Regions from separate parts of the Camelus bactrianus genome. Here region 2 is linked to region 1. The links are chromatin contacts, called in public Hi-C maps. All regions are on one chromosome and are shown on one strand. The core of a region is the stretch at or near the end of the contact, and the rest is flanking DNA. Distances in the headings are between cores, read along the strand shown. Region 1 holds the start of DKK1 (dickkopf WNT signaling pathway inhibitor 1). Region 2 holds the start of MBL2 (mannose binding lectin 2).

The links. A called contact is a pair of places that touch in the nucleus more often than the background predicts.
Region 2: a contact with region 1 is called in a Hi-C map of liver, with 6 times the contacts expected there. The contact joins the promoter of MBL2 here to the promoter of DKK1 in region 1. A contact is called at or near these places in 2 of 2 Hi-C or Micro-C datasets (blood and liver).

What each region holds. Positions count from the first base shown.
Region 1 is chr11:53,008,732-53,015,443 of ASM4877302v1, reverse strand. DKK1 (dickkopf WNT signaling pathway inhibitor 1) reads right to left here and starts at 2,155. Exons shown (of 4, transcript XM_010971274.2): 1 at 1,719-2,155; 2 at 1,311-1,473; 3 at 40-183. The coding sequence starts at 1,964.
Region 2 is chr11:53,344,876-53,351,342 of ASM4877302v1, reverse strand. MBL2 (mannose binding lectin 2) reads left to right here and starts at 4,313. Exons shown (of 5, transcript XM_010971305.2): 1 at 4,313-4,420; 2 at 5,997-6,186. The coding sequence starts at 4,313.

The DNA of each region.
Region 1 (6,712 bases), core at 906-3,405:
CTTACCAAAAAGAATGAGTCTTAAGGTCTTTTAACCTACCTTTGCTATGATACATTTTTGCAGACAGTGTAGTTCTTCTGGGGTACCCATCCAGGGTGCTGTGATCATTACCAAAGCTTTCAATAATGGTTTCCTCAATTTCCCCTCGATGGAAATGATTGTGATCAGAAGGCATACATATTCCTAAGGAAGGAGAAGATAGTGTTTAACCCCTGACCTGGAATGTGTTACTGCTAATAGCTGTGACAGTGGCAGTCTGTTATACCTGCACCGACTTGAGTTACCTCATTATAGTAATATTATTTTAAACATGAACCAAACTTCCTTTCTACTGTTAAAGCAAAATTCCCCAAGTGGATAGAAGCGTCAGTGTGCACTCATAGGCAATATCCCCAATCTAGCCATTTAAGACACTTCCCACCAACTGTGGTAGTGGCAATGAGATTTCTGCCCATTTTAATATCACCCTTGGGATAAGAAAAATAAAATCAGTCACTTAAAGTTTTTAAAAATAACTTCTCTGCCCTTAGTGCTATATGGGTACTGCCAGACTAAGTTAAGCAAATGCAACACCAGATGCCTCGAAGATTACAATCTCACTCACCAGTTACTTTACTGTATAATTTCTGTATTACAGAGATTTAGTTCATCCCGGAGTATTACTGGGTCCTAAGAAGGGTCGCCACCCTTCAGTTTATTTCTGGAGACTTCTTTGGCTGTCTGAATCTACCTCTTTGAGACATTAAATTTTAGTGGACATGTGGTTGAGGGGAGGAGTACTTATTTTATGGCAGCGGGACTTGGAGGCAGAGAAGGATGGAGACGCCAAGGATGCAAGGCTATCAAGGTCTCCCTTAAGAATGGCCAGCACAGATAAATCACTGTCTGCTGACAGATAACAGTTTGAACGGGGATCGTGAGGGAGAGGCACTATAAGAAAAATGAAAGAGGCAACTAAACATCCCTTCTGGTTTCCTTGGTCTCTTTATAATTCCACCTCCCCACCCCATCTTTCTCAAATGGTGTCAAGACTCTCCCTAGACAAATTTTTGTGTAAGGGTCCATTCTGAGGTAAGACGTCGTGTTAAATAATCGAGGGGCACGGGAAGATAAGGAGCTCCAGAACTTCCTTCCTTCTCTTTGCTCCCGAATTTAACACTCGCCACGAAGGTGTTGCAGGGGAACCTCTCACGCTGAAGTCCCACTTGCAGGTGGTGCAGCGTGTTCTCAGAAGCAGAGCGTTGTCTCCCAGCGGTGGGCTCAGGCTCGTAGAGGGTAGTTTGAGTCTGAAAGGGAGCTGCCCGACTCACCATTTTTGCAGTAATTCCCAGGACAGCACATAGCATGACGCATGCAGCGTTTTCGGCGCTTCCTGCAGGCGAGGCAGATTTGCGCACCGGAGCCCGCTCCGCGGGTGGGACTCGCGCAGTACTCATCAGTGCTGCACTCCTCGTCCTCGGCACATGGGTATGGCTGTGGGAATGGGGCCAGGAGAGGGTGAGGCACCTGGGCATCCAGGTACCACACTCCTGAACTTGGATGCTCATCAGAGTCCCTTTCTGCCCACCTCTCCAAAAGCTGTTGCCGCCCACTGCACCGAAAGGCAGATTTTCCGAATAAGCCTTGAACCGCGCACACCTAGCACGTTCTACTCCCTCCTCCCCAAATGAGACCACTTCAAGGTCACAGAGTTCCCAGATCCCTGAGACCCTTCTCACCTGGTAGTTGTCAACCGTCTGGTACTTGTTGCCGCCCTCCAACAGAATTCCGGGAGCAGCGCTGACTGCGGAGCCTGGGTGCCCGGCAGCGCCGCCCAGCGGTGGGGGCAGGTTCTTGATGGCGTTGGAATTGACGAGAACCGAGTTCAAGGTGGCGCTCACTCCGAGCAGAGGGTGGCTGCAAAGAGCCGCAGCTACCAGGGCTACCAAGACCCGGGCAGCACCTACTGTGCCCAGAGTCGTCATCTCAGAAAGGCTCAGGGAGAGAAAGAGAAAGGAATGTCACTTCGCAAGCCTGGTCTCCTGGAAGCCGTGCCGGCGCAGCTGCAGAGTCAGTGTTCCCAGAGCCTCCGCCGGTCCCGGAGTCCTCACTGCGGGGCTCTGCGCGGCCACCGCCACCGCGGCTGCCTTTATACTGCGGGCTCTGAGCATTCCGGCCCCTTGGGGGGAGACAACAAAGCCGGGTTGGGATTTCAAAGCGTTGGGAGGGGCTGGGAGGGGGTGTGTTTGTGTACATGAAGGGGAGCCTTTGACAATCTTCACCCCGCCCCTCCCTTGCGCGCGGCCGCCGTTCTGCCCAGCTCACCTTCGGGGTGATGGTAATCAGTGAGCATTAGAGGAAACGACTTTAATAAATGCGGAAAGACGGTGGAACTTCGGGAACTTGGGTGCCCTTGCCTTGAAGTAGGGATTGGAATATCGGGATCTGAAATACTTTTCATACAGGCATTGTGATACTCTCTGCAAAACCACTTATCTCTTCCTTATGCCAGTACTGATTTATTGAGCGCGTAGATAATATTCAGTATTAAGTACAAATCAATTAGTAATTCAAAGTCTAGCGAGAGGGTCAAGTGGCCGTTGCAAGTTGCTGATTAACCCTTTACAGTCACGGTTTTCAGATTTGTGGTGAGATCCTTTGCTTTAAGTTCCTTCAGTTCCTTCCCCTGGCTTCTGTGCCCACCACCTCCCCCAGCCCCCGCCACCCGCCACCACGGGAAAAATGTGCAAAGAGAAAGACATTAGCACATCAAACGAGGGTAAGAAGGAAGAAGAACTAATTCTCTTTTGATGGGAAGTTTAGAGAGGGAGGCGAGAGACTGGCGTTTGGAAACGAGATCAGGGGTGGAGGGAAGAGGGAAATGACCATCCGATAATCAAGCTATTTAATGTGCTTTGAATCTGAGCAGTCGCGGCAGTAGATGAACTTGATTAGGCAGACGCGCGAGATCAAAGTGGCCAGGACGAAAGCGGACAGGGTCCGACGGCTGGGTCAGTGGTCCTTCCCTGGTTCCCCCTTCTCAGTGGTGGGCGAACACAGGGCGATAAGAAACCCTTAAGGCTTAGCGCCTGCCTTCCTCGTTAGTATTTCATATCGCAAAGCTTGAGAACGCCTGTGTCTGAACCGTTCACGGGACCAGGGAATACCCGCTCTGGGGAGATGCAAGACTAGCTTCAGGAAAGGAGAAGCTCAAAGTGAATTTGCTGTCATTTAAATCAGTGTGTACAAATAATACGGTTACGGCTAGTGTGTAAGAATGCTGTTCTGCCTATACACTGGAAATAACTGATTCAACAAAAACATATTGGAAGTTTAGTGCTGGGGGAGTGGGCAACCCCTTCAGGTTGTTCCCCCGTTGTGGGGGTGCAGAGAATACAAATATTCTAATTATAGTAGTAATAAAAGACAAATGTACACAGCTCTTCTTAAAGCAGGTTGGTGTTATGTCACAAAATGGACAGTTACTATGTGAATTCAGCAAAAGAAGAGGTGATTGAATAAGAAACGTTAAAAAGATTAGGACACGTACGTATATTGAGTGCTCCCTAACCTACAGGGTGTTTATGATCACTCTGCACACTGACCTACATAACTTGGGCCAGCACCAAGTGTAGCCAGTGATAGTTTTTCAGTAGTATAGTAATCCTAAAGTTAAGTGAGGGAGGGGTAATTTTTTTTTTTAAGTTTGTAATGGTCTGTGTTCTAAATCCTTGGATTTCAGAGGTCACATTAAGAACATTTTCTAAACAATTCTTTAATATTGCCTCTAGTTACACTGGTGGCCCTCCTATCCCAAATTCCATCTATCCAGTGAAATTTCCTCTGGTTTACTGACAATTCTTGGTTGAAATTCTAACGTGGATTAACTCCCACATATTTCTTTAGTTTTGTTTTTTTTTATGAACATATACAATGACCAAGACTTGGCTACTACTCTAGAAATTTTTGGAACAAATTTAAATTTGGAAACAAAGGGGAGATTGTTTATATTGGATTTTTTAAAAATGAGTCTAAGAAATGAATATGTCAGTATACTTTTTACTGAGAATCAGTAATGAACCAGGTCTCCCTCGGGCAGATACGTGGTGACCCTCAGCCAACGTGAAGTCTATACAGACAGGGTAGAGCCATAGGGGATTTTAGGTACCATATTATCACTTGCAGAATATTGATGATAATGTCAATAATCGATGTTAAGCATCTTCAGTGTGGTAAAAAAAAAAAAAATCTACAATCTGTCTTGAATTCTTACCGAGTTGAAATGTGGAGAATTATTACTATTCCTATTACCCTATTTAAATAGAATATTTATTAAATATTTCTGAAAATATGCTTGAGCCACACTAAAAGCAATCTCTTTGCCTCTTTTTAGGAGGGATGGTACATGTTAATACATTTAACCAGTTTGGCTGATTAAGAGCTGGAATTCACAAATGAAACCATTGTCTAGAGGCCAAAAAAAGGTGTGGGGGGGAACAATTTAATTAGCAAAAGGAAAACTTTAGCAAAAAGGCATGTTGCATAAATTCATTCTTGATCCTTGTACATATATGTCTGGTATGGTTTAATATTCATTAAGCTTGGATAGAGTGTTGTGTTGAGTTAGGGGAGTTAGGGCCAAGAGCAGCATTTCAAGAGCAGAGCCTTCCCCCCTTTCCGTGTTCTTCCTGAAATTGTCATGATCTGAAAGCTAATAATAATGATTTGGTCAATATCTGAGTTCCTATTATGAGCTAAGCACTGTATGCAGTGTAAAAAAAAATGAGTACTCACAGTATCTATCTATAAATAATTTAGTGGGAGGATGGGAAATAAACTCACTAATTATGCAGGAGAGAACTTAAGTAAGAGATCCCCAGAGAGACCCAGGTCTATAGCAGGCCAGTCCTTTGTTCCAAATGGAAACATTTACTTGGTCAGTGGAATCTTCATTTGAAAATCCTTTTCATGATTGAATTTGCTTAATGGCAACAGAAGAGCAGGATGAGTAAGGAGGCAGAGTGAAGTTCATTGTTCCAACAGCATCTAGTTCATATACAGTGAGTGCCCATTATATGCAAAACGGTACCCTAGTCCATTTGGGAGTATACCTCCAACGTCTTAAAGAGGGCCTTTTTGTTCTCAGAAAGCTGAATTCAGTCTTTGAGTTGTTGGGGAAACAAATATACCTACGTGGGAATGGAGGGAGAAATTTTTTCCAAAACAGATTCTACTTTGGCACATAGTAGGTCATGGGGAAGATTGTATTTTGGGGCATATTCGATCTAGTAATTGTGACCAGCAAGCTTCAAGGAAGACAGTGTTCTGCTAACTGTGACTTTCTCCTGCAGACAGATGATGGAGGTGGTAAGAGTTGCAGCAGGTGTAGTTGGTTTATTAAGCCTAGTTTATTTAGTTCTGTAGGGACTCTGCCTCTCCTTTGATCTGGCTTAAACAGAACCGTAACTAATACAGTAAGTTTAAAATTGTGCATTAGATTTTAGAATAGGTGGAATATGTTTACTGACGTGGAACTTAGCCACAGAACTCAGGAATGTTATAATGCGTGCCTTCTTCATACTCTCAGCGCTGTATGCCTGGCATAGATGCTCATCAACCTCTTTATCCATGAGGTAGAGAGACAAAGACACTCCAAAAAACACAGTGTTATTTGCAAACATGTTTTTCATCTTTCTTATTTCAGATTCTTACTTGACTGCTGCATTGTTAATTCACTACCTCCCTCTCTCTTTTCCTTTCTCCCTTCCTCCCCTCCTTCTTTGTGTCTTTCTCTTTGTTAAACCAAAGGAGACAGATCTGTTGCCATTTGCTTTTACTTCACTAGGAAAACATTGAAAAAACATCATTTCATACAGCGAGGGTTGCCAACATTTTTGTAGGCACTGATCCTGAATTTATAGTAGGGAGCCCTCATTCCTAAGTCTAGTGAAAAATGTTACGACTTTCTCATTGGCCTTTAAAAGATTTTGGTCTTAATGCTCTTCATGATGTTAAAAGAGCTTTTAGAGCAGGCCTGTGTTACTACTCCCGAGAGGACGGATTAGGCTTTTCTGCACTCCTCAGTAAAAAGAGAAGGCGAGATTTGACAATGATTATGTTTATTTGGTCAGTGGAGATGGCCAGCCCAGATAAATCAGGCTCCATGGTAGCTTTCTACCCTAGCTCAGAAGACGTGTTTTACAGGAGCTGGATATTCAGAAATGATCTGAGAATGGGACTCACAACCTAGAAACCTTTAACTAAAAATCAGACAAACTTTTCTGATGTCCTGACACTTAGAAAGGTTTGTGGTATGTAGTCACAGGGAGTACAGAACTGCCCCTTCAACATCCCTTAAAGGATTTGACATTTCCAGCCATGAAGACAGACCAGTGACAGCAGAAAGTAGGGTGCATGATCCTCTTGAAACATTCTCCAGTGCTAGAGAAAAATCATTTTCTTCCACGTCACTGGGTTTCTGTTATCACCTCCTTTGTAATGCAGTCACTCTCCAAGAGTCACGCCCAACAAAGGTGCCATGGTTTCAGGAGTCTGGGGCTGGAACTCTGTGCCCTGGACACTGCTGCTGTGACAACCACCAGCTGGCTGGTTCATATGGGGACTTGGTCAAGCCATTTAACTCTCAGTGCTGGTGCTGGTGTTGGTCTTTCCTTTATAAAATAGCGTGATGGGGAGGTAGAGAGGTATCTTCTGATTACAAAAGCTTCTCCCT
Region 2 (6,467 bases), core at 3,064-5,563, 330 kb before region 1:
AGCATTCATGAGCAAAAATGAGCAATTGGAAACAACAGTGTAAGTAGAAACGAAGGACAGAAAGTTTGAGAAGATCAGACATTGGCCACAAAGGATACTGATGATAAAGAAAAACCATGTGACCACTGTCAGCTGTCTCTCACAGCCAGACTATGGCATTCTCTGCTGACCATAAATAATTTCACAGAACACCAACATAAAACAAGATCATTCTCTTATGAGTGTGAAAAATAACAAACAGAAGCCTCAATTAAATAGAGTTGGGGGAGCTCTCATGCCCTGTAATGACAGCAGTGCCCAACAGGGAGAAGGACTCTCCTTTCTTGGCAAGGACCCAGCCAACAAAAAGCCATGGTCTCTTGTTTACTATAGCCCCCCCAACTTCCTTTTCTTTTCTATAAAAGAGACCCTTCCCTTGCTGTATGGGACTTGTATACGGCCTGCCATGATTGCAGACCCTGAGTTGCAATGCTCTGCTGATCCTGAATAAATCCCTCTCTGCTGGAGCAATATCTGGCAGTCTATTTATTTCAGGTTAACAGGAGACACAATGACCATTCCAAAATTGTATCTGGACACAGATAAAAAGTCACTCTATGAACCATAAAAATGAAAACATGTCCCTCTCCTGGCTACCATGACTATCTGCTGTTCTTTACAAAACATAGCTTTGCCTTGTCCTATTCCTCTCTCCTCCTACATAAAATTTATTATGATAACTCAGTGATGGAATTGCTTCATCTTATTTGCAGCATCCTATCTAGTGTCGACACCTGTTCCTTAAGCCTTTCCCCAAAAGCACTCAATGGAATGCCAAATCCCACAAAAAAATCCCCTCCTGAAGACCTGTTACTGAGAAGTCATATGACTCACCACTGTTTGTAATGTCCCTATTGTAGTAATGTGAAAAAAAATCTAAAAGACTTTAGGGGTGTTTCTGGTAATCTTTGCCTGGAGGGCAGTCTAACACTTCTCATTTACTGGAAACACAGTGACATCACATCCCTGTGGGAAAGAGGACAAGATTCAAAATCTTATAGATGTGAAAACTGAGGCTCAGCCAGAACACGTGGTCTGTCTAAACTCATAGTCATGAGCTCAAACCAAACCTTCTGGTTCCAAATTTCAAACCATACCTCCCAGATGGGGTTGCCCAAGAACACTACTTCCCAAGGTAGGAAGACTACTGTGCTGTCATCCTGGAGGCAGTGAAGACCTTGTCTTAAGCAGGCTGGCATGGTGAACTGCATGCCATGTGCTCTAAGTGTGGACCATAAAGGGGCATACCATGGCATAGCCAAGACAGTGGTGTCCTGATTCACAGATGAAAAAACAGAATCTGAAGGAGATGGAACTTGGCCAAGCTCATCCAGCCAGGAAGTGGCTGAGCTGGGATTCCATTCCACTAGAGGAAAGGGATGTGTGTGTGTGTGGTGGGGCAGGCAGTCCTCCTACAGGTCAGAGAGGCAATGTTGTTGTCTAGAGGGGGTGCCAGGGTGGAGGCAGTTCTAGGAAGAGCTTAAGGTTCAGAACAAATATGCACAGTTGCCTTATCAATGAGGAGGAGTGAGGACTGGGTAGTCTGGGGCTGACACACGTGGAGAAGTTTATCTCATGATGGGAAAGACCTCCTGGAGACTCTGGAGAACAGGAAGGACTCATAGCTGCACCAGGAGCAGTGACTCAATCAGACTGACTTCGCACCTAGAAGCCCACACCTTCCCAGCTCAGTTACAGGAAATGTCAGATCCAGAGGACAGCTTACTGACCTCTGGACTAAGGGTTCAATAAAAAGCACAGTGATCAAAGCCAGCATTTCCAGTGTGACCTGGAGTCAGCTGCCTTATTTCATCTCCTGCCAGTTTGGAGTAGGAGCAAGGGGAAAGTCTGGATACTAAAGAGCAGGGAAGAGAGATGAACAAGTTGCCAGCAGCCTTTTTTAGACCCTGGATCTCCTGGTCTCTGTCACTGTGGCTCTGTACCATCCTGGACATCTTTTAGGCACAGGGGATGGGTCAGCAGAAAGTAAGGAAACCAGACCCTCCACAAGCCAAGGACAGTGTAGTTGGAAAGGACCTGGAAGGGAATCCCATGCACTTTCCTTCTGGTGTTTGGAGGCCTATATGATACTTCACCACATGGCTCTGCAACCTCTGTTTGAAGCTCCTGTGATGGACTCCTTCACCACCGAAGCCACCATGACATCTATTAGAAATGCTGTCCAGAATTAAATAAATTTTGCTTCACTAAGCTATTGTTCTATTACTTCTAGATTATCCCTCTTGACCACTGGCACATGATTCAAGCCACTTTTTTTTTTTTAACAACCAGTAGTTTAATATAAATACAATCAGCATAGAAAAACTCAAAACTACGCATACACCAAAACCAGAACACCAAGTGGGGGGTGGGCAAAGGCACATTTCTGATCTTTTGACTTAGCCAGTCTTCAAATAAAATCAACAAAGAAGACAAGTCAAGCCATTTACCCACAAGATACTCATTATACCTCTGGCAATCAGTTGAATGGCACCCAGACAGTCAAGTCAGAAACTTGTGTGTCCAAACAACTTCCTTTTTCTTGCTCACCATTTCACATCCAACCAAACTCCATCAACTATACCTTGTATATGTTTCTCAAATGTGTCACCTTTTTGATACAACTGCCATTACCCTAATTCTGGCCACCACCATCTGCTGTTTAGACGACAGTACACACTTTCTTCCAGCTCTGCTTTTACCCAGTTCTGCTCCCCTCCAACCTTTCTCCACATTTTAGTCAGTTTTTGAAAAATTCAAATATGATCATTCCTCTTCTATTGGAATTTGTCTTATGACCCTTGGGAGGAGATCCAAAGTCCTTCACATAGTTTGTAAGTCCTATTATCAACAGGCTTATATCTCATCTCTCACACTTTTGGGTCTCACACTGTAAAACCAGTCAGACTGGACAGCATTATCTGCAGGAACCCAGCCTACTCTTTCTCACTTTTAAGCCATTGCACAAACTATTCTCATTGTTGCACAACTTGGACAAAGCTCTGAAGGAAGCAGGGATGGTCTTTGGATCACTCATAACATCCTTGAGATTCCCTTTGGAAACTTTTTCATTTGAAATATTTTTTTTCTCACAGACAAGTGGAAAAAAATAGTCTAAAAAAACAAGGTTCTCATGTACCCTCATCCATCACTCACCAATGGTAGGATATAACACACCAGAGTACAAGAGTCAAAACCAGGACATTGGAATAAAACAAAGAGATAAGGATTTTATTTGGATTTAACCATTACTTCCCTGCATTTTTCTTGGTGTATAGTTCTATGAAATGTTATCACAATCATGGGTTTGTATAATCACCACAATGAAGATTCAGAATTGTTCCATCATCCGAATGAAACTTCCTTGTGCTACACTTTATAGTTACACCCTCCCTGCAGCCCTGCTCACTGCCAACTGCTGACTGTTCTCCATTATTTAATGTTGTCATTTCAAGAATACGATCTAAAAAGAATCACAGAATTTGTAAACTTTTGAGATATTTATTTTACTTAAAACACGATGCCCTTGAAATTCATCCAAGTTATTATATTAATTAATAATCTGTTTCCTTTTTTGTGAGTTTTCCACAGTTTATCCATTCACTTGTTGAAGGACAGTTGGGTTATTTCCAGTTTTTCTGGCTATTAAAAATGAAGCTTTCAAAAATGTGGTACTTACATTTAGTGGAACATTATTCAGACTTAAAAAGGAAGGTAATTCTGATACAGTCCACCTCATGGATGAGCCTTGAAAACATCATACTAAGTGAAATAAGCCAGTTATGAAAATAAATACTGTAGGATTCCACTTACACAAGATGTCTAGAGTAGTCAAATTCATAAAGACAAAAAGTAGAACAGTGGTTGCCAGGGGTTGAGGGTAAGGGTGGGGTTGGAAATGGAGGACATTTTTTTTTTTTGGTGGGAGGAATTATTTCTAATGGGTACAGAGTTTCAGTTAGGCATGATGAAAAAGTTCTGGAAATGGATAGTGATGGTTGCCCAACAATGTGAATGTAATTTATGCTGCCAAATTGTACACCTGATAATGGTCAAAACAGTACATTTTATGTTATCTATACTTTCCTACTTTTTATTGTGATAAAATAAGATAAATGGCTAGAATATAATATTGTGTGTCCTAAGTAATATGAAAGAAAATAAGGTAAGCTAAGAGGATAGACAGTGGCAACAACTCAGATAAAGCTATCAACAGAGGATTCTCTGAGACAGGAATATTTCAATGGAAGACAAAGAGCCCGCCAGCGGCACAATGGAGGGGACGTTGAGGCTGGGAGGGCGCCCAGTGCAGAGCCTGAGGCAGGAGCAGTCAAGGTGTGCTAAAGGCAGCAAGGCGTCTGCTGCACCTCCACAGATGAGTGTGTGTGTGTACACTGGCATGTCTGTGTGTACGGCCAGTATGCACAAGCGTGTGGGTGTGTTCGTGGGAATCTTTTTTGTTTCTCTGTTGGAAACAAGCATTTCGGCATGACTAATCATGTGTGCCTACTTCTGGCGGCTCAGCAGTAAGAACTGCCAAAACGGATGGCAACTGGAAGGAGGAACTGTACAGTGTTAAAGAAAACAGCCACCAAGCACAGTGCCAGAAGCCCCTGGGAACTGCTCTTAAGAAGAGTTGTTCATTAATCTGGGGTTGAAGGCCAGGCCTCTGCTGTCCCTGTTCACAAGGCTGACTAGGCCTTGCGATACCAAGTCCAGCCTCCTCCCTCACCCTGACACGTCTGCCAGAGCATCCTGCTGGAGGGCCAGTTTCCTCGTCACTGCATCCCTGCTCGGAAGAAGTCCCAGTGATTTCTTTCTGGTAAATGGATCTGGGGTCTTATATCAAATGTCTAGGGACTTGACATGATCTGGGGGCCTAGAGGAGACTTTCTGGGAAGTGGATGTGGGCAGGTGGCAGGCAAAAGCCGTGCTGAGGGTATCTCTTTCTCTGATTATGCTGGGGCATCTGTGACTCTCCTGGGTTCAGCTGACCATTTGCAAATGAGACTGTGCCTTTGTTTTCAAAAAGAGCCAAGAAGGATTAGACCCTTGAGGCTGGGCTGCTGAGGTTTCCTGGGGAGGGACAGCTGGTAGAGAACTCTGAAGGCAGATGAAATGTTTGAAAAGACTGAGATGGAGAAATAGAAAGGTTTTCAAGGAAGGTGGTCTAATGGCAAGTGGTTTTGACTTATAGAACACACAAAACTCCTGCCAGGAAGTAGAGAGGGATCAGGCACCCTGCCAGGGACAAGATAGTGAGAAATTTCCAGAGAAAATTCTCCCCTTTGCAAGTGTCTCTTGCAGTGGGAAATAAAACAGCAAGAGGAAGCACACTCAAGTTAATTCTGGCTGGGTTGGTAAGGAGTAGTGACTCTGGATCATTAGACTGCAGCTCAATGCCTGCCACTGAGTAAATGTCGGTTAATTGGCCCTGGAGAGCAATGGACTGTCCAGATATGAGGATGGGATACTGGTGTGCAGGTGACAGATGGGCTCTGAGGGGAGAGGTAGGGAGAGAGAGAGCTCCTACAGATCCCTGGGTCTCCATCCGAGTTTACCTGGTAAACTCACAGGCATGAGTGAGCTAATAAGCAATGTGTAGGCCTATTTGCTCTCACAAAGGACAAAGAGAGCACACTCATAGCCTTCCAGCAGTAACACTAGAAGCCCAGGCACTAGTGACCCCTCTCCCCACGACAATGCAAGTTGTTGTGCCTAGCTTTATTGAAGTATTAACCACACAATGTCATAGCAGTATTTACTTTTCCAAATCCCTTTTCTGGAGGCCAGGAATGGGTCATCCATCTCTACAATACCTGTGCACAGTATAGGTTATACAGAAACATATATATATGTATGTATGTATGTTACATAGAAAGTGGGCATGTTTGGAAAATATGTGTTGATTAACGGAACAAGATGAGATAACCATCCTTGACTTTTCCCACCCCAAGGTGAGGACCTTGTCCCTGCTTCCATCGCTCCTTCTCCTCCTCCTGATTGTGGTGACAGCATCTTGCACAGAAACAGAAAACTGTGAGAATGTCCAAAAGACTTGCCCTGTGATTGCCTGTAGTTCTCCAGGCATCAGCAGCTTCCCAGGCAAAGATGGGCATGATGGTGCCAAGGGAGAAAAGGGAGAACCAGATACAGTTTGGGCTGTTCTGTCTCTGTGACTCTGTCTCCCAGAGGAAGCTGCCTGGAGATGTGAGGTGGGTAATGTCACACTCATGCAGCTTGTACTTCTCTCAATGCCATATTATAATTCAAAACAGAGATACAGCTCAGACTCTCTGGCTTCCCAGTCTTCCACACAGGAATTGGTGACACACAGTGTCCTTCTGGCTCAGGGAGTTGACTCTCAAGGCAGACCACCTGATGGGACAGACGAGGCTTTTCTTCTATGGTCTTTGGAAGCAGTGGCT